2 separate regions of the Triticum aestivum genome follow, and region 2 is linked to region 1. The links are chromatin contacts, called in public Hi-C maps. All regions are on one chromosome and are shown on one strand. The core of a region is the stretch at or near the end of the contact, and the rest is flanking DNA. Distances in the headings are between cores, read along the strand shown.

Evidence for each region. Hi-C and Micro-C count contacts between places; a contact is called where the count stands out from the background.
Region 2: a contact with region 1 is called in a Hi-C map of leaf, with 3 times the contacts expected there. The contact joins the promoter of LOC123187971 here to the promoter of LOC123187970 in region 1. A contact is called at or near these places in 2 of 5 Hi-C or Micro-C datasets (both in leaf).

Annotation. Positions count from the first base shown.
Region 1 is chr2A:131,063,518-131,069,128 of IWGSC CS RefSeq v2.1, forward strand. LOC123187970 (probable GTP diphosphokinase RSH3, chloroplastic) reads left to right here and starts at 1,871. Exons shown (of 6, transcript XM_044599988.1): 1 at 1,871-2,383; 2 at 2,499-2,684; 3 at 3,561-4,021; 4 at 4,238-4,396; 5 at 4,478-4,832; 6 at 4,943-5,498. The coding sequence starts at 2,018. The coding sequence ends at 5,179.
Region 2 is chr2A:131,225,338-131,230,625 of IWGSC CS RefSeq v2.1, forward strand. It overlaps LOC123187971 (dihydrolipoyllysine-residue acetyltransferase component of acetoin cleaving system), which reads left to right and starts at 2,113. Exons shown (of 4, transcript XM_044599989.1): 1 at 2,113-2,845; 2 at 4,799-4,894; 3 at 5,008-5,075; 4 at 5,185-5,288. The coding sequence starts at 2,195.

The DNA.
Region 1 (5,611 bases), core at 621-3,120:
TGCGCCCCGTCGTTTGCGGCCCTCCGTGACATGGAGGAAGCTGCACGTTTAAGCACAAGACACCCTCACGTTGATGCAAATCACTCCCGTGGTACGTGGACAGAAGGAACATGTCTCACGGTTGTTGGGTGGCGGAATTCAGAATTTTCTGTACAGTAGGAGTGATAGGTAGTATAATAAATTGCTGAGCTTAACGAGAGATATTAAGAAAAAGGCTGTATTTTTTCTTAATTAGGATATAATCTCTTAGCAATAATATCTGTCACCCCTCACCATGTATTTAGAAATATTTAGCTATCAAAGAAAAGACTAATGCCATGTAATTTTTTTTAGATTACGTGACGGGTTTAAGATAAGACTTACATGCCCTTATAGAAAACATTAAAACGAAGATTTAAATCCTCGGATGGACAGACACACCTTCATGTGCCCTCTACGGGCACCGAGTGCACCGATGGAACATGGATAGGATATGAAGGCCAATATTTGTAAACCGGGCAACGTCGTCGCCTCGCGGCCTCGACTAACACGGAGAATTCTAAAATCAAGCTAAATCAAAACCAAGACGCCTATGTAGCTGTACGCCAAATATGAGCCAGAGGTCAAGCCAACCGCCATCTAGGATCCCTGTATGCCATCGGTGCATGTAGCATCACCTGTAAGCGTCCCTGGTTGAGAATTGCCGTTGCTCGAACACATATCAACCGCTGCCACCAACCCTAATCTGCCGCATCCGGCCAACCCTGTCGCATGAACTCCATGTGGACAGACCATTCTGGCACTGCAGACGCCACATGGGTTTTACTCGATGACGGACTTTGGCAGGAGCGAGAGCGTAACGCCGGTGGCGGCTAGGGCTTCAGAGTTCGTCGCGACATGTAAGGACGAGTGAATCATGTTAGGTAATTACGTTCGGTGGAGCCCTGAAGCAAGAGGAAATGAATATGACTTTGAACTACACAATTTCACATGCTTATGAACATTACATGTCTAATATTGTATAAAGTATCATGTCTAATGAGGATGTACCTCATTCCGATGGGCAGGGATGTAGGTTTGCGATAATTCGGATGGAAGTCGTGCCCGTCTTTGGCTGGTGCCACCCGTGACAGCCCCTCGTGGGTGTCATTTCCCCTCCTTGGAGGCAGCGTTGTGGTGTGTCGGCACCTCTCTCTCTCTCTCTCTCTCTCTCTCTCTCTCTCTCTCTCTCTTGATTGGTTGTCTTCGGGCAAAAGCCTAGGTTCGGATCCGGATCGATGATAGCAGCGTCCTCGATGTCGCTCTTCTGTTGGGATAATTGCTTTTGGAGACACGACTTGGAGGTCCTAGTTTGCTTTCCTGTGGTACTCACCGTTGTTCTGAATTGTTCGTCAGGACCTAAAGGTACTATGTACACCGTCGCGGGTGATTCCAAGATGATGACTTTCTTGGGGCTGTTCGAGTCTCGCCACCCACCTGCCAACTCTTTTAGGCAATCAAGGATGGTTAATGCCACACACTAGTTGATGCGTTGGCAATGAGAGTTTGTTTGAAGTTGTTGCTCTTTAGAGGTGACCAAGGTTAGTTGAGACGCGGCTGCTTTTGTTGGTCAATTTAGCACAGATACCTTTGTGTTGGGGTTTCTGTGGTGTTTGCCTCTCATCGGCATGTGGTGAGAGTTTGTCTGAATTCTTGTGTTTTATCATGTGCCTTCTATAAAACTAAAACTACGGCACATAGTTTACTCGTGCTCTCGGAAAGAAAACACACCTCCTCGTTCGAAAATTAGCAAGCCAAGCCAACCCAAATGATTTGGCGACTTGAGGTCTAAAATAAAAACGACCACCCATCTTCCCAGTTCCCACGAGTAGGCTTACTAGTCATAACCACGCCAGCACGCGCGAAGAGCCCAACGTCCCAACTAGAGCTCCCTTCCACGCCTCTTTCTCCAATCTCCACCTCCCCACTCCCCCCTCTTCGACCGTCCCCTCCGCCGAACTCCAACTCACCGAGCCAGCCAGCACCACCACCAGGAGCCATGCCGGCGGCGGTCGCCTGCTCCGTCAAGTGCCGCCCCCACCACCGCCTCTCGGCGCCGCAGCCCCCCGCCGCGCTGGACCTCCTCCCCCGCGCCCCGGCCTCCGCCGCCGGCGAGCTGCGGGCGACCCGGTGCCGGACCCCGCCCTCCCTCTCCTTCGCGCGCGCTTCCGACCAAGGGGAGGCGCGAAGCCCGCCGTCCGCGAGGCGAGCCCGCGCCGCCGTGGCGGGGTTCGAGGAAGTCGGCGCCGCTTCTTCCGCAGCCGCGGCGGCCCTGCTCGCCGGCGCGCAGTCGCGGCACGCCATCTTCCGCGAAGAGCTCGTGAGAAAGGCCTACTACGCGGCCGAGGCGGCCCACCGCGGCCAGGTGCTTGACAGCGCCCCTCTCGCTCTCTTTCTGCTCATCGTTTCGGCGTGGCTTGTCGGACGTTTGAAGTGACCGGGCCACGTTCCTCGGCTGGGCGTTTTGGTGGTTTCTGCAGATGCGCGCGAGCGGCGACCCTTACCTGCAGCACTGCGTGGAGACGGCGGCGCTGCTCGCGGAGCTCGGCGCAGGCCCTCCGGTTATCGCGGCGGGGCTGTTGCACGACACGGTGGACGACGCAGGCCTGGATTACGGCTCCATCTCCGAGCAATTCGGTGCTGGCGTTGCGGACCTCGTGAAGGGGGTAAGAATTCGGATCTACTCCGTATTTAGTTACTGTACTGGATATAACTGACATTAGGATGTGACGAGCAGGCTCACTGATATGTCTAATTAGGAGAACTGTTTTTCTCTGTTAAAGCTCGCTTGGTGTGGCAGTATTATTTTCTGAAACGAACCAAAGTAAGGTGCAATTGCTGCTACACCGTTATGTAGCAATTCAGAGCTTCTTCACTGGTAGATTATTCGTACCGGCATATACAGATAATTTTCTGAGTATGACTTAAGCTGTGCCTGTGTCCAGGATCAGGCCATTGTTTTCTAGGGGAAGGACCAGGTCATACTCACAATTGATTAGTTATATGGTTATGTCTCTGCGTGGGCCCCCCTTTTATTTTCATCTTTCTCGGTGTTGTCTTTTTCGTCATATGGAGAACTGGATGTTGCTAGTTTGGCTACCTTGCTAAAATATATTTTTACGATTATGACTGACAGACCATAATTGATTGTTATGTTATTGATAGGGCTTCTAGAACAAATACAAATCTTATGCTTATCTAAGTTAGGTATTAAGTTAACATCACCTCTATTAAAGTAGGCTGTAGGCATCTCCTAGGATTGACTTGTGCTTTGTTATACTTTAGAATTTCTTCCTGGCTGTTTACCAGATCAAAGCAGACACACCTTTTGGTGATTTTATGTGTCTTCTTTCATGACATTGCGTTTATTATTTGGAACTTGGGAAAGGCTGTTGTTTGTTCTGCTACACGTTGTCGCCTTGTCGGTCATCTTTATCAATATTACACCTGCAATATATCACCATTTTTTGGCAACAAGGGTGCTTTGGCCGTTTGAGGACATTGTGGAATGACTTGACTTAGTTGTGTCGAATATTTGACAGGTTTCTAATCTAAGTCATTTGAGCAAACTGGCTCGTAGAAACGATACAGCGAGCAGAACTGATGAAGCTGACAGATTGCGTACAGTCTTCCTTGCAATGGAGGATGCGAGAGCAGTGCTTATCAAACTTGCTGATAGGCTACACAATATGAGGACGTTGGATTCATTGCCCAAGATCAAACAGCAGTGCTTTGCAAAGGAAACGCTGGAGATATTTGCTCCATTGGCGAATCAATTGGGGATCTTGAACTGGAAGGAGCAGCTTGAAAATCTGTGTTTCAAGCATCTTTACCCAGAGCAATATGAGGAACTGTCATCCAACCTTCATGAGTTTTACAACAGAGATATGATTGCAGCTGCAATAAGGCGATTGGAACAGGCCCTTCAGGTGAGAGGGCTATCCTATCGTTCCATATCAGGGAGGCACAAGAGCATATACAGCATCTACAGCAAGATGACAAGGTAAACTCGTGCGTCATGTTTCCATTATGGTGTATTTACTAGATTTTTTTTTCAAATGATTTGCCTTTCATTTTAGCTGTGTTAATGAAGTCAAATGAATCATTATCTAAAATAGGTAATTCCTGCACTGACTTCAACATGGCCTTTAAAGTAACCTTGCTAGCCGGAGAGACATATGCCACTAAACATGCTAATGTGATTGCTTTTTTATTACAGGAAAAAACTGGACATGGATGAAATCTATGATGTACATGGAGTGCGTGTGATACTCGAGAATAAAGCTGATTGCTTCACCACATTAGAAGTTGTCCATCACTTGTGGCCTAGAATTCCTGGGAAGTTTAAAGACTATGTCAGCAGCCCCAAATCTAATGGGTACGACCATGCAAAATATTGCTATGCTATGCAGAAAAAAATGTATGTCACGGTGCTAACTTGATGCTTCTTAACTTGTAGGTACCAATCGCTGCACACGGTTGTTCTCAGTGAAGAAACACTCCCATTAGAGATCCAAATTCGTACTGCGGACATGCACTTGCAGGCAGAGTTTGGAATCGCTGCACATTGGAGGTACAAGGAAGGCGAACGTAACTGCTCTTCATCTCTGCCTGAAATGGTTGAATGGGTTAGATGTGTTGTTACATGGCAGTGTGAAACTCTGCACACAGATCACCCTTCGCCTCCTGGACTTGGTTCTTCCCCAAGGGCAACATGCACTTTCCCTTCTGACTCTGATGGCTGTCCTTTTTCCTATTCAAAACAATGTGACCACACTGGACCAATCCTAGTAATACTTCTGGAGAATGAAAAGGTTAAGAACCCTCATAATATTTTGTGCTAGTGCTTTCTGATTAATTAAAGTTGCAATGTGTTAATTTGGAAGAGCAGCAGAACTGAATTTTTTATGTTTGTTTTCTTCAGATGTCAGTGCAAGAACTCCCACAAAATTCGAAAATACTGGACCTACTGAAGAGGGCTTCTAGCTACGACATGCAGTTGAGCCTAAGGCTCAACAGTCATGCTGTGCACAACCTGCACCAGGAGCTGAAGATGGGCGACGTGCTGGAGCTGATCCCTTCAACTCCTTGCAAATCAGGAGGCTACATGAGGGAGCTCAACCAAATGTCTGATCACCGTCTCGCGGTTTCGCAGTCTTGACAGCCGTAGACCAGCAGATCTTGTGAATACATATATGACAGCTCAGCTAAATCGTCTGAAGTTTAGGTGACCGCACTGACAGAATCATAACAGATGTTGTAGCATTTGGTGTATATTTGTTGATAACTTTGTTCAAGTAGAACAAAAGAAGTTAACCTGTAAATAGTACGTACGTGATACAGAGTTCAAGCTCGGGAATTGTTCTTAGTTTTAGAACACCTATCGAGAAAATAGAACATGGTTAGGATAAGTGATTTCAGTTCTCTACTTGTTCAGATATTGGCTATGAATTTGCAATTACATGTGAATATTTTTTTTTGCTCGGTGTGCTTGACTGCTTAAGATGCAAAATGAGAAGTGAAAAAGAAAAAGAATAGAAAGGCTGTGATAAGTGATTTGTGTTCTCTTCTAATTCAGACATTGGCTATGGAG
Region 2 (5,288 bases), core at 863-3,362, 160 kb after region 1:
GTACGGGTTCCCTCCAAGATCAAAATTTTCGTATGGAGACTAGCGCATACCTCGATCTCGACGGGGCATGTGCGTCATGGGAGAAATATGGCAGATTCACCAGCATGCTCGATTTGCGGAGCAGATGAGGACACTTGGCGTCATTCTCTGTTAAGCTGCTGCATGGCGCGATGCGTTTGGGCTTTAGGTGATGAAGAGCTCCTAGAGCATGTGATATCAAACCAGAACGCTGATGCCCGTCTATGGCTGTTTTGGTTGTTCGAATCAACAAGCCAACGTGATGTAACTCGGATGCTAGTGACAATGTGGGCAATTTGGTGGGCGCGCCGGAAAGCAATCCATGAGAATGAGTTCCAGAGCCCGTTGTCAACCATGAGTTTTATTAGGCGCTTCTTGGAGGACCTGGACATCGTTGAGTCCCAAAAGGAGCGACCGATGCATGTGCCTGCTGTCCCGAGAGCACGGGCATGGCTGCCGCCTGAGGATGAAGCGGTGAAGTTCAACTGTGATGGAGCATTATCGACCCTGGGCTAGAAGGGAGCAGCGGCTGTGGTTTGTCGAGACAAGTCGGGGAAATTTCTTGGAGCTTCAGCACTGGTCTTTGAAGGCTTGATCGACCCGGCAAGTTTGGAGGCGCACGCGTGTAGTGAAGCACTTGCCCTGGCCCGCGATCTGAATTTGCAGGATTTGGTGATTGTGACTACTGTCTAGAGCTGGTTTCAAACATCAGCACACAATCTCTACCGGTATATCATGTAGAATAGGCACACAACCTTATTACTGATGTTTATCAAAATTGGATCTCACGGGTTCGGTCACTGTTTGTCTTTGGTGGATCCACGTGGATCTTGTCTTCGTTTGTCTGTGTTCGTGTTTCTACATGTTGGATCCTTCTTATCTACATTTCTCTTTATTGGCGGCGGATGTTGTTCTGGTGCGCTGGTCCTATAGAGACTTATCACGATGACTTCCGACTCTCTAATACAACAAGATTTGCCCGACTTCGATAAGGGAGGGGCGAATATAGCTGCGCGCCTCCGACTCGCTCCAGTGTAAGTAGTCATTACTAGGTGATCTACGGACCTAGATGTATTTTTTACTTCCGGTGTTCTTTGAACTACCTTGACAGTTGATGAATAGATCGGAAGTTATACTCGCAAACAGGCACGAGATGGCACACGAAGCAGGTTTTATAATTTTTTCGTCCGTTGCAACGCACGGATATTTGAACTAGTAGCATATAAAACATACAAAAGTGATGATATAATAACATTTAACGATACAAAATTATATATATGTTTGAGACTTATTAGGGCCTGGCGGCAGCTAGAGGTGATGCACAATAGTGATGCCTCACCATGGCGCCGCCACCATCCCGCGCCCCACCGCTCCTGCATCTTTACCGCAACGACAACTGGAGGTGACGCGCGAGGACGGCTGCCTCACCATGGCGCCGCCACCATCCCGCGCCCCACCTCACCTGCATCTTTGCCGCAACGGCAGATGGACGCGGCGCCCGGTGGCGGCTACCCGTGGCGGCGGCAGATTTTCTCCTGCGTGAGTGTTGAGCGGGCGAGTTGACCGAACCCATGAACTGGAACGTGCTCACCCAATGCATGCATGCGGGCGAGCCTTTTTTTACTAAGAATGACATGTGGGTCCCACATGCCATAATGGTCAACATAATGGTGCAGGTTGACTTTGTGCCAGGTTGACCCCCGACGAGTGGGCCATTCATGTCATAATCATCCTTAATTTGTGCTCAATCGGTCATTTAACAGAAGTGGTAGATTTTTTTTGCCAAAAATTAGAGCAAAAGTGGTACAATAGTTTTTTGCTAGGGTTCCTAGAGTTGTAGTTTTTGGTCATGGTTGTCCCAATTATTGCAGTTTTTGTTAAATACTCCTCAAAAAACACTTTTCTAACGTCTAATATTCTGCTGCAATCCAAATCAAAAACAGTTTGACTATTTAAAGATAGTCTATCTATAGAAAAGAAAAGTGTGTTGTAGAAATTCCTGCCGCAGTTGAGCCGGACTCCTCAGAAAAGACATGGGGCGGTTGGTACAGCCCGTGATTGTCTTCTCTCCATCGAGAGCAGACATACATATACGTACGACACCACGCGCGCATGGGACAAGCAGACGTGACGAGCCACGAAGGCGCCCCGCGCTCCACCTTCAGTCCCCGCAACTATGCCGTCGTCGACGCTCGGGATCGCGCCGCTACTGGACGCCTACTTCCGGCGCCGATTCACCGCGGCGGGCCTGGTCCAGGCGTCCGTGCCGCTCGACGGCGGCGCCACCACGATGCAGTGCTGGCGCTTCCCGCCCGGCGCCAGCGAGGAGCTCCCCGTCCTCGTCCTCCTCCACGGCTTCGGCCCGCCGGCGACGTGGCAGTGGCGGCCCCAGGTAGGCCCTCTGTCGCGCCGGTTCCGCCTCGTCGTGCCGGACCTCCTCTTCTTCGGCGGCTCCCGCACGTCGCCCACGCCGGTCGACGGCGAGTGCTCCGAGGCCCACCAGGCGGAGGCGGTGGCGAAGCTCATAGGCGCGATCGTGCCCCCCTCAGCCAGGGCGTCGGTGGTCGGGACCAGCTACGGCGGCTTCGTGGCGTACCACGTGGCGAGGCTTCTGGGGCCGGAGGCCGTGGAGCGGGTGGTGATCGCGAGCTCGGACCTGCTCAAGGGCGACGCCGACGACCGCGCCCTGCTGGCGCGCGGCGGGGCCGAGCGCGTGGAGGACCTGATGCTGCCGCGCACCCCCGAGCAGATGCGGCGGCTGATGGGGCTCGCCTACCACCGCCCCCGCCCGTTCATCCCGGGCTTCTTGCTCCGCGACCTCGTTCAGGTACGTGATCAATGGCCACCATCTTTGATTTTCGTCCGGCTTTCCCGGCAGTTTTGTTCGTCCAACGGCGGCCTCACCGCGATAGCTACCAGTCCACCCAGCGAACGACTCGGACACAAGTGTCCATGTCGATTAACAGATGAACTCAGGTCTCAGCCAACCATGTCTGTTTTTGTCGACGGAGGACGATATATAATACTCTCTCCGTTTCTAAATATTTATTTTTCTAATCATTTCAAATGGACTATCACATACATCCATATGTAGACATATTTTAGAGTGTAGATTCACTTATTTTGCTTCATATGTAGTCACTTGTTGAAATATCAAAAAAAAATAAAATTAGAAACGAGGGAGTATTAGTATCAATATGATAATGCTACCATAACCGCGCAACGAACTAGCAGCGACGTCATCCAATGTCCTTGACGACGCACGATTAACAATGCACGACCAACCATGTCGACGACCAAACGTATCATCGAGCCGCCAACCATTCAGTGGAGAGACAGCATCCGTTCAACGGCCCCGCCATAGCTTCCATCAAGAGCATAATTAGGTAGGTAGTTCCGTTTCGAAAAAAAAATTAGGTAGGTAGTGCGTAGCATCGTTAGTCCTACATAAATAACGAAGGTGATGTAACATGTGTTCATTTGACTTAGTCGTGATAGGCATATGTTGTCTGATAAACAATGTTGTTGTCATGTTATCACGTTCCATTTATATTCTCTCCCATGTGTACGGGTTCTGCAGCATAAACAATATATTGTGTACAAACTTTCAACTATGGTACCTAATTAGAAGGATGTACGGTACTAATGTGTTTGTTAGATGGTGAGAGGGTGTACGGTACTAATGTGTTTCTACAAAATGGTTGCTTCCGGTTACTTTGAGAAGTTGTTGACCCAGTCAAAATCATGAATCAAATCCAAAATTAATACCTCAACTGAATGAGAGAGTTCCGTGAGAAATCATTGACCTAGTCCAAGTCGAGAACCAACGAACACCTCAATTGTACAGAAGAGCTCCAAAATTAAGCAACATAGTGTATTAGATAGATGATAAAATAGTTAAAGATAGAGGCCGTTAAATCATTGATCCGGCCAAAATTGGAGACCTCGATTGAATGGGAGGGCTATAAAATTAGGGAGCATGGTGTATTAGATGATAAAAGAATTGAAGAGAGAGCCCCTTGAATCATTGACCCGGTCAAAATCAGTGACCCAATTGCAAATTGGAGACCTCGGTTGATTGGATAGATAGATAGATAGATAGATAGACAGATAGATAGATAGATAAAAGAAATGAATGGGAGAATTTTGAGAAATTGTTGACCCGATCAAAATCGGGTGAACTAATTTCAATTGGAGACCTTCATTGATTGTGATGCCTTAAAAATTAGGGAGCTTAGTATTGTTGATCCGGTCAAAATCGAGTTGAACCAATTCTAAATTAAAGACATTAATTAATTGTGAGGCCTTAAAAATTAAAGAGCATAGTGTATGATATAAAAGAATTGAGTGGGAATGCTTTGAGAAATTGTTGACCCGGTTAAAATCGGATGACGCAATCTTAATTGGAGACCTCAATTGAATGTGTGCTCTATAAACCTAGGGAGCTTAGTGTTATAGAGGATACCATAGGTGTCGTACAAGATTAATCTTTCACTCTCAAACCACACTCAAACTTGATGGATATACTCTTCATATTAATACTTGTTAAATAGTATGTATTCTTTCCTAATTTAATGCCAGTACCTTGATACGGAAACAAATAATAAACATGTGAGAGTCAAGGATGGCCCTTTTTTTGCGGGAAATAGGTTGTCACGTTTAATTAGGGACTTTGTATCAACAGAAATGGATGGCTCTCTCCCGCAAAATAAAATAAAATGGATGCCTCTATTAGTTTGGGAGCATTTAAAAAAATCACAAATAAAACATTTTGCTGCAGTATCTCTACAGCGAGAACATAGAGGAGAAGGAGGGGCTGATCAAAGCGATATCCCTGGGGAACAAAGACAAGTTCCAACTCACTCCACTCCCGCAGGTACATACATACATCATCTAATTTTCCACAACGAACAAAGTGCAAATTGATGTAATAAAATTGCAAAGTAAACTCATAGTTTCTTCTTCACCCTATCTGCCCCCATCTTTCAGCAAGTTCTTGTGCTGTGGGGAGAGCATGACCAGATCTTCCCCATAGAGAAGGCATTCCAGGTGACGAGGTCAGCAAGCGTTTACTACTACTCTTATTACATGGTTGTGTAATCTGGTTGCAGTTGTGTCACCTTCTACTGTAACTTAGACATGAAAGATGGGTGCAAATTGATGCAGGCAGCTAGGCGCAAATGTTAGGCTGGAGATCCTGAAGAACGCTGGCCATATGCCGCAGGCGGAGGACACAAAGAGGTTCAACGAGGCTCTCCTCAACTTCCTGC